Regions from separate parts of the Zea mays genome. Here region 2 is linked to region 1. Evidence: chromatin contacts called from public Hi-C data. All regions are on one chromosome and are shown on one strand. Each heading gives the region's core, a stretch centred on a gene start, on an enhancer-like site or on the middle of the called end of the contact. The rest is flanking DNA. Distances are from core to core; before and after follow the strand shown. Region 1 holds the start of LOC100280739 (HESB-like domain-containing protein 2). Region 2 overlaps LOC103634727.

The links. Hi-C and Micro-C count contacts between places; a contact is called where the count stands out from the background.
Region 2: a Hi-C map of tassel shows a contact between it and region 1, with 2.3 times the contacts expected there. The contact joins the enhancer-like site here to the promoter of LOC100280739 in region 1. A contact is called at or near these places in 2 of 25 Hi-C or Micro-C datasets (endosperm and tassel).

What each region holds. Positions count from the first base shown.
Region 1 is chr8:7,839,228-7,846,372 of Zm-B73-REFERENCE-NAM-5.0, reverse strand. LOC100280739 (HESB-like domain-containing protein 2) reads left to right here and starts at 4,230. Exons shown (of 4, transcript NM_001155722.1): 1 at 4,230-4,409; 2 at 4,605-4,847. The coding sequence starts at 4,667.
Region 2 is chr8:8,145,863-8,152,353 of Zm-B73-REFERENCE-NAM-5.0, reverse strand. It overlaps LOC103634727, which reads left to right. Exons shown (of 3, transcript XM_020542766.3): 3 at 1-2,455. The coding sequence ends at 1,794. It overlaps LOC118473077 (a long non-coding RNA gene), which reads left to right and starts at 6,207. Exons shown (of 2, transcript XR_004851841.1): 1 at 6,207-6,491. Within about 2 kb of position 3,088, at least 14 of the 20 cell types and tissues checked have an H3K27ac peak or open chromatin away from gene starts, as enhancers often do. A contact at or near this core is called in tassel, where this site is marked.

The DNA.
Region 1 (7,145 bases), core at 2,981-5,480:
GGTGAATAGGTGATCCTGTGAAAACTTGAAACTTAATCCACAAAAACTTGATTAGGCGTTAGCACAATAATGCCAAGTGGCTAGAGAGGAGTCTCAACAAAACACAATAACCACAAGAGATCGATCACAGAGATGGCACAGTGGTTTATCCCGTGGTTCGGCCAAGACCAACGCTTGCCTACTCCACGTTGTGGCGTCCCAACGGACGAGGGTTGCAATCAACCCCTCTCAAGCGATCCAAAGACCCACTTGAATACCACGGTGTTTTGCTTGCTTTACTATATCCCGTTTGCGAGGAATCTCCACACTTTGGAGCCTCTCGCCCTTACACTTGAAGTTCACAAAGAAGCACGGAGTAAGGGAGGGATGAGCAACACACTCAAGACAAGAAATCACAGCAACACCACGCACACAAGTCGCAACAAGAGCTCACAACACAACTCAATGAGTTCACAACTCAACTAGAGCTCTAATTGCTATCGCAAGGAATCAAGAGCGCGGAATCGATGTCTTAGTGCTTAGGAATGCTTAGAGAATGCTTGGTGTACTCCTCCATGCGCCTAGGGGTCCCTTTTATAGCCCCAAGGCAGCTAGGAGCCGTTGAGAGCATTCCAGGAAGGCAATTCTTGCCTTCTGTCGCCTGGTGCACCGAACAGTCCGGTGCGGATTTCCTTCCTAAGTTGGCGAAGCCGACCGTTGGCTGCCTTGGAGCCGTTGGCGCACCGGACACTGTCCGGTGCCCCCTACTAGCTGTTGGCACGGCCACGTGTCCCGCGCAGATCGCGCGGCCGACCGTTGGCCCGGCCGACCGTTGGCCCGGCCGACCGTTGGCTCACCGGACAGTCCGGTGCACACCGGACAGTCCAGTGAATTTTAGTCGTACGCCGTTAATTACTTCCCGAGAGCAGTTAGTTCGTCTGAGCCAGCCTGGCACACCGGACACTGTCCGGTGCACCCAGATAGAGCTGACTTTGGCTGAACAAAGCCATCTCTTCTTCAATTTGATTTCTCCTGTTTCCAGCACTTAGACACAATACATTAGTCTCTAAAACAATGTACTAAGTCTGAGAAACATACCTTTATACTTGATTTGTACTTTGTCCACCATTTTACACTTAGGCACTTGTGTTGGACACTAAATCACCAAAATACTTAGAAATGACCCAAGGGCACATTTCCCTTTCAAGTTGCGCATCTTTACCCATAAGTCATGTTACCCATCTGCCAAGGGATCGCGACTTCCCATACACCTCTACCGAGGAGGCGAGGCAGGGTAACACTACAAGGCCTTTACAAAGTTCCACTAGCTTCAGAAAACCCGCTACAGTTTCTAGGAAGCTCCAATGCAGGGACCCCTCACCTGACCGCCATCGCAGCAAAATCAACCCAAGGGCCTCCCTACACTGACCACTCCCCTACTGTCCTTGCCCCTTTCGGGTAAGGTAGTCCTCCACTAGTTTTCCTAATTAGCCAGCCAAGGGCATCCCATACCACCCTTGTGGTAGCACTGTTTTCTCGGGTGGTCGCTCCATGTTCCAATTAACATAATGATCTTATCATGAAAAGTAAATAACAAACGGATAATAAAAGTATGATCATGAATAATGTATATCTCCATACCCAAAACCATATAAAGCAATAGCAGGTACTACCCAAAAATTCAGTGGTAAACAAGGTATAAAGATAGTCAAACTAGAATAACCTATTGGGTCCCATCAAAATTAAGGTATAAAGATAGTCAAACTAGAATAACCTATTGGGTCCCATCAAAATTAACCTATGTAGATCATTATGATTAATAAGAACATGACTGGATAAAAAGAAGTGATCAAGGGCACAACTTTCCTGAGACTTGAGATTCCAGGTACCAACTTGCTCTTCAGGTGACTCGTAACCTCGCTGCTAGTCGTAGCAATACAAACAGACATGGTACAGGAAAAATTAACATCACAACGAACATAAGATCAAATTGCATAAGAATAATCTACAAGTTGTTACGAGATCGTGGGTTCGAGAACCACTAAAATCGGAGTTACGGTTAGAAAGTTATGAATTTCCAAAGATTTAAGTGTTATATACAAAAGAAATTATGTGCACCATTTTTACCTATGTTTCATAACAAAATAAGGTTACCAGATGATAAATAATATCAATTTATTGCAGCTGGAATGAATCAATTTGGAGTTAAAATAAATTAAATATGAATTAAACAAGTTTCAGGAATTATTTTTATACTAAAATCATTTTCTGATTTAATTATGAATATTTCTAATAATTCTGGACTACGGACAAAATTTACAGAGAGATCAGGGTTGTTTTCATTAATTTCAGGGCCTCCCTGCAATGATTTTAATATTAACCTGGACGCCGGGTTGATTTAACTATCTTCGGGGGGTCTCTTTAGTAAATGTTACACCGCGAAGGGGTATCCGCTAGCCACGGCCACTCAGATCTAATCCTACGGCCCACATGAAACTGATCCCATGCACGAACCGGTATGTGATGATGTCCGCAGGATCAAAGATCCACGCCCAACAATCCTTCCTGCCCTAAAATTGCATCGGAGCGGTCCGATCGCCATCCAACAGTGACGCTAGGATGCAACCGAAACGATATTCGACGACCTAATCTCGTGCGTTCATCTGGTATCCAACGGTTACCGCGCCATACCCACGCCACCAGGTACCCCCGCACGGCGGAGCAAGACCCCCCCACGACGGTGTGCTCGCTGAAGTTCGACAAACCCGCGACCGACGCTCTACTTCACAGCTAATCCCGAGATTTATAAAGAGTAGGGATAAGCGAGCTTGATGGCGACATTCTCACCGACAATTATTGCCCAGGTAGTGCTGGCCACAGCGGAGAGCGAGTGAACGGCGGAACCTTTCCTCCGACGACAAATTCACACCAACCCGGCCACGAAACTTGTGTGGCGAGACCACGGACACCGACAGAGTGTTGAGGCGAAGCTCCCTGAATGGCTTGGGGTAGCCCGACGTCGGCGGTCACGTGCTTCAGCGACGGCGGAAACTGCGGCAACGACGGTTCTCTGTCTCTATTCTCCTAGGGCACGACTAGCTCTGGGTTTGGGGGGGGGGGGGTCGCAGCGCCACGGGTTTTATATGCGCCAACCCCGAAGTTCGAGCAGGAGGGGGAAATGACTCCGCGAGATCCCCGTAGGATCCAGCGGCGCGGCGCGGTCCCGTCGGGAGGTAGTTGACGACTTCTGAGCAAGAGGGCCACCAACCAGCGAGACACGAGCTTCCGTATCAACACTGGTGGGAGGCTGGGGGATGGGCCAGGTGCGTAAGTGACTCGGCATGGCTGAGATCCCGTTTTGCTGACGGGTGGGACCCTGTTGTCAGTGTGTGTCGCGTAGCAAAAGGTGGGGAGGACGGAGTGGGCCGCGATGGTATGCCAAGTTGGGCCCTGGGATGAGGAAGCCGACCCAACCGAAGGTAAGCTTTTTCTTTATTCTTTCTTTATTCTTTTTCTTCAAAATTCCAAATTTAAAGGTTCAAACCAAATTTTAAATTCCTATTTTGCACTTTCAATTTTCCCCAAGTGCCAAAATTAATAATAATGTGATTATAACCTCTAATATTATTTATTTAGTATTTTCCTTGTTATGTACTTATGGGAGGAATGAATGGTTGCATTAGAATTCCTTTTCTCATTTTTTCATTTTATGTCTTTATTTAAAATTGGAGGTCTAATTTAAGGTATGGTTTTGATAAAGTGCGTCACACAAAATTATAAACAAGAGATTCATCCTTCTTTGTTTGTTTACTGGTTGCTCCACCTCCACTACTTCAATATTATTGATAGATTATAATAAGGAAGGATCCTAATGAAATTTTCAAAGGTTTCAACAATTCCCAAATTACCATGATAAATATATTTCTTTATTTATTCTACTATTATTATTATATATTTTTTATCAATTTTGGGCTTTACATCCATAAGTGTAGGATCGAGTGAAAAAAGTTTTCCTTTTACATTTTCTTATGGCCTGACCCGAGCACAATATTGGGCTAACTTTGTTGGCTCGCGCCCAACTGACGGCCGTGTTGGATCGGGCTTTTTATTGGGTTAGGTTGGTCCTGGGCCACTAGGGAGCCGAAGGAAAAGCTCGGCCGGTCGGGCGGGCGGGCCTCGGGGGAGCCGGTGGAATTCGACGACGAAACTCCGTCACGTCATTCCTATGCGCCTCCCGTCTGGCCGTCTTCCAGACGTCTCCAATCGGAGCTCCCAGCGTCTCGGAGAAGAGGAGCAGCACGGCACGGCAGCTGTGGCGAGGAAGGCTCTTGTCCTGTCCCATCCCAACCCAGCAGCCGTCCAAGGAGGAGGAGATCCAATCGGCGTGCAGGCGTCCACCGTCCATCCATCGATCCAATTCCAATCTGCAGGTGAGCAGCTCGTTGAGATTCCCAATCAACAGCTCGAATCGCCTGCTCTCCCATCCTATTGAATGAAACTATGGTATAGAATTGGTTTGCCTAGTTATTATCTCGAATTAATTTGTAAAGATCTCCACTTTGGTTCGATTTGATTGTTTCTTCAACTAGTGGCATATTGTTCTGCTTCTTACGTGATTCCATTAGGCCTCTGCGTCGCGGCTTGTTCGTGGAGGAGAGGTTGCTGTGGAACCCGCCGCCAGTTAGCCATGTCGTCCTCCGTGCTGAGGGCTGCGGCCGACAGGGCTATTCGCAGGCAGGCCCTCACGCTGACGGACGCCGCGGCGTCCAGGATCCGGCAGCTCCTCAGCCTCAGGCAGCGGCCATTCCTGCGGCTCGGCGTCAAAGCGCGTGGTTGCAACGGCCTCTCGTACACGCTCAACTATGCCGGTATACTTACCGCTTCCTTATTGCACGGATCAACTTCCTGCACCAGTTTTCCATTGTTTCACATTAACAACATCCGATTTCATCCACAACAGAAAGAGAGGGAAATGGATAAAGTGATAAGCTTATGTTATGTTACACATCTTGCTTAATACTGCCCCGGTCATCTAATATGCAGAATTATGTATAATATCCTTCATTGCGAATTGTTACTTCTGTTGGATCATGATGATTTCAGTTCAGTCATATACCATGTTTGTGTTCTTACCATTTCGCTTTTATTTTCGTTACTGTTCAGTTGTATGTCGGTGTGCCAGTTTAATTACCAGAATATTCACAATACCCTTTGATGGATCTATAAGTGGATCAAAGGGGGGCTAAATAATTGGAAGGTAGAAAATTTATGAGTCATAAACTAAATAAACAACTTAATAGATGTAATGATGAATAGAAATAATAGGATACATTTAAAATGATCGGGGTGACATATAACATAGTGTTTCTTGTGGACAAAAAGCACTTTAGTATTTTTTTATCTTCCATGGATGTAAACAAATGTCACTCTATGTAGCAATTTAGAATCAATTATTCATGCCAAAAAATTGGAATTGGCAATCAAAGTGGGATGAACATGAACTGAAGTTCTAGACCATAGAACATCCTGTACCTCATTGGCTCACTGCAGCAGCTAGCATACCAACAGATGGGGGATGAGAGCGGCGGTCGCCTGGCCGGCTAGACACCTGCCCGACGCCACCTAGGGATGTTATTCCCTTTGAAAGGTGATCAGCTGGGCGCCTGCTACCTGACCGTCTGGTGCCATCGCTCCCCTTAGTGCTGGGGGTCTCTGGCCATGTCCTTGGGGATTGCCCGTTGGGGTACTGGCCCGCTGGGGGCGATTGCTGTTGACTGACTAGAGCCAACCGCAGCAGGGATGCCTGGGCGCAGCTTCCTGTAAGATGCCGCAACGGAGATCAGAAACGTTGGCGAACAGAGAGGCGTCGGGAATCAGAGCATCTGTGCCGCCCGAGTTGGAGAAGAGAGGTGGATGTTGGACCTTTGGGTGGAGCCTGGCCTTCTAGGCCTCATATTCATGGGCTAAGTTTATAAGGGGTTTCTTTAGCTTTTTAGGTGCTGGACCGGGGCTGTAGCCGCCCCAGCCTGGGACACAGATTCGGCCCTGATAATATCCAATTGGATTGGATGGGATTTGCTCAAGTCTTACCCTTTTTTCACTGTCGTATCAGCCTAACCAACGCTACCAGAGGCGGAACCAGGATTGCTACAAGAGGGGGTGCTTGGTGCATGTCTTTTAACTGAATGGGTGCTGAAGTGTTTAAATTTAGACTTCCTAAGAGCAACTCCAATAGTTATGTAAATTTTAGCTCTCTAAATTACAGATTTAAGAAGTTGCTAAATGGTTTTTGGAGTAAAAAAATGTGAGTTCTCCAATAGTTCTCTAAATATAGGTTGTAATTTTGTTTTGTATCTATCCACATAAAAAAATAAGTCACAAAAACTACATAATCCAGTCAATATTTTTGTTTAGGGAGTTGTTAAATGGTTGTCAAATGTAGAGAGAAAATGAGGTTAGATGACAAGTTGTTAAATTTAGAAAGTTCGTTTAGAGAACTGTTAGAGAATAGTTTTTATGTTAACTAGCTAAATTATTGATTTAGGAAGTCTTTTAGAGAACTACTGGAGTTGCTCTAACTGCTTTTAGTCACGATTCGCATGTAAATTTTGCTTGATATATGCATCCAGGGGGGGGGGGGGTGCAGGACACCCGGTACTGTCCTTCGTTGGCCCCTGAATGGTACAAAAAACCTTGTCATCTCTGAAATCCTCGACCCCCCTGCTGTAACATTACCATTGGGCACCACGTTTAAGTATTTTAGTACCGGGGTCTGAATGGCTTTTCTGGCTACTAGTTTGGAAAGGGGGGAAAATGAACTAATTTCTCCCGCAATCCCCTACAATCCCAGAGGGGATTCCAAACTATCCCTTCAATGGTTGTATTGGTCACGACGTTCAATTACTTCCTACTTTTAATACCCAATGGGACTTCGCCAACATATGCCCCTTTTTTTTTTGGGTTCACTATTGAATCAGCCTGTATCAATCAATGCAGCAAAAGCATGGTGCGCACTGGCCCATCTCTGCGATGCCATAGCTTCCAAGTGTAACATTAGTATGAAAGTAAAACTTGGGTAGGAACTTATGAGGTGTAAGTGGACTGGCAGGCACCTTTTATGGTTTCGCCTAACATCGACTGGTCCATGTAAATGAGGTTTACCAGTT
Region 2 (6,491 bases), core at 1,839-4,338, 310 kb before region 1:
AGCTGCAGTAACATAAAAGGTAAAAAGAATGGTGGTTTGCCATGTGAAGAGAAAACTTCCAATTGTGTTGAGCAGATGAAGAGAGAACCAATGCATGTTGGAGAAAATAGTGATGGCAAAGAAGAGCTATTTCATTCTATCAGGAACAATGGTCTTGGTCTAAACGATGATGATGCTTCAGATGATAACAAATTCACTTTCCCAGATCCTGAATTTTTTGATTTTGACAAACTTCGAGATGCAAGTCAATTTAGAGCCAACCAGGTCTGGGCTGTCTATGATGATCAAGGTTGTATGCCTAGATTTTATGCTCGAATCACAAAGGTAAAAATGGTTCCAAAGTTTATGCTAAACTTTATGTGGCTGGAGTTCAATCCTGCAAATAAAGCGGAGGAGGCATGGTCTTACAGGGGTCTGCCTGTTGCATGTGGACACTTTACGCATGGACAGTCAGAGACAACGAGTGAAATTGGTATGTTCTCCCAGATTATATCATTAGAGAGAAGCAAGACAAACAACTTCTATGAAATATATCCAAGGAAAGGTGAGGTTTGGGCCCTTTTTAAGGGATGGGATATTGGTTGGAGCTCAGATGCTGGCAATCACAAAAAAATGAACCATCGTTATGAAGTTGTTCAAGTTCTTTCTGATCTCATCACGAGCACTAGCATTATTGTCATGCCACTTGTGAAGTTAAAAGGCTATGTTAGCTTATTTGTGCAGTCTGGAGAGGCAGCTCCGTATGTGATACCTCAGGGTGACACACTAAGATTTTCTCATTGTGTCCCGCATTATTTGATGAGCGGAACTGAAAAAGAAGGCATTCCAGAAGGATCTCTTGAACTTGATCCTGCAGCGCTTCCCTCCAACTTGGAAGAGGCTTTTCCTTCTGCTAACCCAGAATGCAGTTCTGTAAGAAGTAAGGAGCATAACTCCAAACATGCTGGTTTGTCCAGTGAAGATTGCAAAGAAACCATGAATGTGGGGCAGCGGCAACAGACAAAATCTGTGAATGCAGGGATCGCTACAAAAACACCAAATGAAGAGAAAATCAAGCATAACACTCATCTGCCTGAAGTTACAGATGTCGATGACGATAACATTTGCCAAACAGAGTATGTATGCGCTGAATCAGAATTCTATGATTTTTCAAGAATAAGATTTCTCCAAAAGTTTTCATCTGGGCAAATCTGGGCTCTCTATAGTGATATAGATAAATTCCCCAATTACTATGCATTCATACAGAAAGTCGATCTTAAAAATGGTACAGTACAAGTTAGATGGCTGGATGTCTGTCCTCGAGGAGAAGTGGAGAAAAGATTGTCCCAAGAAGAACGGACCATTGGCATTGGAACCTTTAGGCTTGGCTATATCTTCGATATGATGACTTACACTGGTACAGATCCCTTTTCTCATCCTGTTAAGGCCAGAGCTACTGGCAGAAAAGGTGAATATGAAATACTTCCTCGTCATGGTGAGATATGGGCGGTTTACAAAAACTGGGAGGCTGTATGGACTGCACAGGATTTTGAAAAATGTGAGTATGAACTGGTGGAGATACTTGGCCATACTGATTCCTCCATACAAGTTCAGCTTCTAAGGAAGGTCGATGGTTATAAGATGGTATTTATGTCATACAGAGCAGAGGGTTCTGTGATGACAATAAGGAACGATGAGTACCCCAAGTTCTCTCACCAGATTCCTTGCTTTCGTCTCACACATGAAAAAGGTGGCAAGCTTCGAGGCTATTTGGAGCTTGACCCCTTATCAGTACCAGAGGAATTTCTCGACTGATTCCATCTGAGATAAACTTTATCAACCACAAATCTGGAACCTTCTTGTGATGAAGTTTCTGTAACTGAGGCTCAGTTAATGTTAAGGTCGACAGGTCAACATTGTTCAAATGACACTGACATAAGATGTCTGGATTTCAGCATTCGTAGCACTAACGTTCTTAAGGCTCTGTTCGTTTAGTCCGGATTGGAGGCCAGAACCATTCCAACTCATCAAGCTAATACAAATTTGTGAACTATTCTAATCCGGAACCAATCCAGTAAAGTATTCCGGAAGAACCGAACGGGCACTAAAGGTGGACTACCAATCTGCACAATGAAGGCATTGACTGTTGGACTCTTTGCTGGGTGGCTGTCCTGCAGCTGTAATTCACAAGCCGAGTAAATTGTTTGTAGTTAGCTTCAGCTGTATCTGGGGTTTATGGTGTAAAAACTGCCACTTCTCTTGTAGTGTACTCTGGTAGTGCTGTATTTGAGCTGTGGGGTGCCATCCTGATTAATTATCAGAGTTCTATTGGCCACCCTTACAGGAACTGAAACATGAAATGGAGTCAGCCAGGTCAGGCTCATCGATCAATGTGTTATGATTGTGTTGTTTTGCAGGGGACAAGGCCTCTTTCTATTCGCATTTCTCTGTATATACAAGTTACACTTACACGTCATGATTTTTTATATGGCCATTTCTTCTCTTGAATTGTGTTTACTTGATATTACTAGTATTAGATGTTGTAACACCACAAAATCTTACTTTGAGAATTTAGTAATACTTTTCAAAGGTTTTGAATTAAGACATATTTGACTAAAGAATTTTTCTACCTTTGAAGTCACTCTTTCCAAAATGTTGATACTTTCTATATAAAATTAAACAAAAGAGACTTATTATCTCTAGTTGAAGTATATGGAAGAGAATCATGTTAAAATATTTTCTAATACCTAGTCTACAGTAGAAATTATATTTCCTTAAAGATAAAAGAGTATGTATGCATGGCATGTTTTGGTGAGTAATTATTTGAAGGAATGTAATAATAAGCAAATAAAAGAAATAAATAATCAAAAATACTTGAATGTCTTCACACTGGAGTTTTTTGTTTGTACAATAAAACTTGAACTCAAATCTAAAACAAGATGTGGACTTGGTTTTGAATTTGAAATTGGAAAAACAAAATAGAAATGAAATTAGAAAAAAAAAGACAAGGATACCTGCATTGGGCCGAAATCGGTTGGCCCACCGTGGCCCAACCGACTCACGCACAGCTATCCACGCCTTCACTGACGCACGGGCCTTCGGGCCACTCTCTCCCAGCCGCGTGCATGCCTTTCGTCGAGCCATCGCGATGTGGGTCCACCTGGGCAGCCGCAGCCCTGTAGATCTTCTTGCTCCAATCATCGACCGTGATCTCCACGGCTCTGCGCAACGACCGCGCCACCTAGGGGCATGTTCGGTTCACGTGGATACATTCCAGAAAGGGATTTATTCCAGATAGGGATTGAGTTAATCCCCTCCTATCACTTAAACCCCTTGGATTTATTCCAGAGAGGGATTGTAATCCCTGGCACTAAAATGTTGTTCGGTTAATCCAGGGATAGAGAAAATACTAGCCTCAAAATAACTCAAACAGGTGCCCTAACGTTCAGTACACGTTTCAAACAGATGCACTGAACATGCGATTTTAAACAACCACAATAATACCAAAATAAAAATTTTCAGTCAGCTCAATATTAATGCCTTTCCAAACAACCTGCACAATTATCTCATGGTCTGTTAAAACTAATAAGTTGCAAAAGCTTACATTTCCAGTGTACTAAACATGACGAGATCATAGATCTAGATAATGATTCATCTCACTCTTTGATAGAACAAGTACATAAAACCCGTCGAGAAGACATTCTTCCTCTAAAGATTAGAGCTACTTCGTACATAACTCGACCCCTGGAAGTCTAGAACTGTCGTAAAAAGAAAAATGCCATTAAAAATACATGTCAGCAACTATAACAATTTAAGCAAGGTAAACCACACATCTCACGGTAGAACCAAATTTACAATTTAGTATATGCCACATGACTCAATAAAGAGCAAAAAAACTAAGCTTTCACTACCAGAACAAAAGAGAGAAGGTTGATATTGATACTAAGATATCCATCACTGAAAATGCAGGTATGAGAAAGCTAATGGTCATTATTGAAAATGTATTCATTAGTGAAAATGTATGTGGTACCACTATTCAAAAGCTTATTACACACATATCATACATATTGCTGGTATGTAAAATTGTAGCAACATACTGTTTGCCTTCCAAGAATTGTAAAATACGAAATAATTGTAGCAACATACTGTTTGCTAATCTAAAATATGAAATAATGCAAGGTATGTAAAATTGAGTACGCAGTTAACCTTAGGTATACCTACTAAGTCATCTCATTCCTCAACCACATCAATGCAGCCTCTCTATCATCATTACAGGCACTCAAGAAATCTGTCGATTGTCAGAGTCCTTGAACACCTTATAGGCTTTGACCTTCTCCTCCTTTGTGACTTCCAATGTGTTTAGAACTGCTATGCAATTCTTAATTGAGAAATCATCACTTCCTCTAACCTCCCTTTCTCTTGCCAATTGTGTCGCTTCATCTTCAACTTGTTTGCTTCTAATTTTTAGATCCCAAGACGGTGGAAATTCTTCTCCAACTCGAACCGGTGCAGGAATAATCTAGAAATATAATTGGTTTTTGTTAAAAATACATCTACAAATATAATAGTTTATAACAGAAACAAGGAATAAATAGAGTTGAACTCTGCAACTCGATAGACTCCATATTTTCTTGATATTTTACAACAGAGAAACACAACATAATCATGCCTTAAATAAAATTTAGGATACAAAACCAGTTACTACAATCAACTATCCTTCTTTCTAAGAACATCATCACCCAAATTTAGGTTTCAAAATTATAAAATTGGATAAGCTAATAAGCTGCAGAGTCGCTCCTACCATCATCACCCAAATAAGAAGCTGACAACTGATCTGTGCGGTCTAAAGACGAAAAAATGATCATATTGATTGCTAACATACACTAAGTGAAGGATTGGATTTGTTCTAAAGATCAAAGCTTCCCTGGAAGGCGACAGATCTATTCTATGATTTGAGACATTTTTTAAAGATTGGATTAGGATTGTAGTCACTTGTTTCTGTTGAGTTTATATTGTAATCAGATTAACTCAAGTTAATACCTCCAGTGGAGAATTGTAGAAAGGAGTAACCATGCTATGTACATGTCTTCTGCATAAAAGAAAGGCGATAGAGTTTAAAATCCAGTTGTGCTAAACATGATGTTCAATTGTTCATAACCTGAGGCACCCGTGTAAAACTACTAGCGCCTACCACATTGGTGTACAGTATACAGACAAGGTCGCTTTCAATCCTCTCATCAACAAAATATATTGATCCAATAAAAAAGTCAGAAATAGTTGTGCCGTCGTACACATATCCAAAACAAATAACTTAAATGGAGATAAAAAGCTCGAGGACTCATATAAGTCATACAGAGCACAAAAGTGTACTGTCCTAAAAGTTTACTGAAGTTCTAATATTCTGAAAACTCAAGAAGCAAAACTCCACCTACAGGAAAGATATTTGATTCACTTCTATATGGCCTGAAGATGGAAAGGAGTTAGAGGAGGATAACGTGTGTACCGGCGAGAAGTAGCCACCGTGATAGCATGGACGCCGGTCAGGCGGTGAAGAAGCCACTGTCAGATCTGCAAAATCAAAGTAGTTACCTACTAAAAGCTATACTGGACCAGAACTAAAATTACAACCCAGCAATGCACCAACGTGCATCATCAGACCTGTAGTGATGCAAATAACAGGGAAAATTCACTACAAACAAATCCTTGGCTACTGCTCCTAATCACCGCACAAATTCTGACGGCAATCAGAAGCGTTGGTCGGTTCAGTGACTGCAATCAGCATTGGTTAACTGTATTCTTATTGGGAAGGTCTTGCTACCTATACAGAGATCCAAGTTTATGCGCCATGTGTGTGCGCGCATGCATGAATTAATGCTATCCATTAACGAATTAATCACCGCATAAATTCTGAATGCAATCAGAAGCGCTGCATCAGCTAACATATTCGATCTCCACAAATCACAAGCTACCAGCTCTTCCATCCGTTCAGTGATGTTGCTGATCTACGGAGACCTACGGACATAGATAACAGGACGCTCGTCGTTTTTGCTTTCCGAAGATCTACGGAGCCTTACCTGATCCCAGCCGCAAGGCGCACCAGATCTCCGTCTCCGTCCTGTTGCTGCCGTCTCGTGGATGTTGTGGACGCCGCCGCAGTCGCCTTCGTCCCGGAGCCGCCGCAGCCTCCTGCGCCGCCAACGAGCGCAGATTCTTTCCACGCCGATGGGACGAGGGTTGTAACCCGGTCGAGATGATGTGGGAACGTCCGGGATGGGCGGGGTTGACGCCCGAACAGGCTTAAACGAACGTTGTTTTTGCGTGGGCCGGTATTTCAACCACGGAGGTCTGATCCCGGGAGGATTCTTTCCAATCCAGACTGATCCCGGCCGAAGCGAACAAGGCCTAGGTGGGATCTGGAGCTCGTTGCGGCCGCGGACTCCACGCCCCTATAAAACCAGACCTCGCCATTGAGAGAGGGAGGGAACCGTTGGGAGCTTGGACCGTCGTCGCCG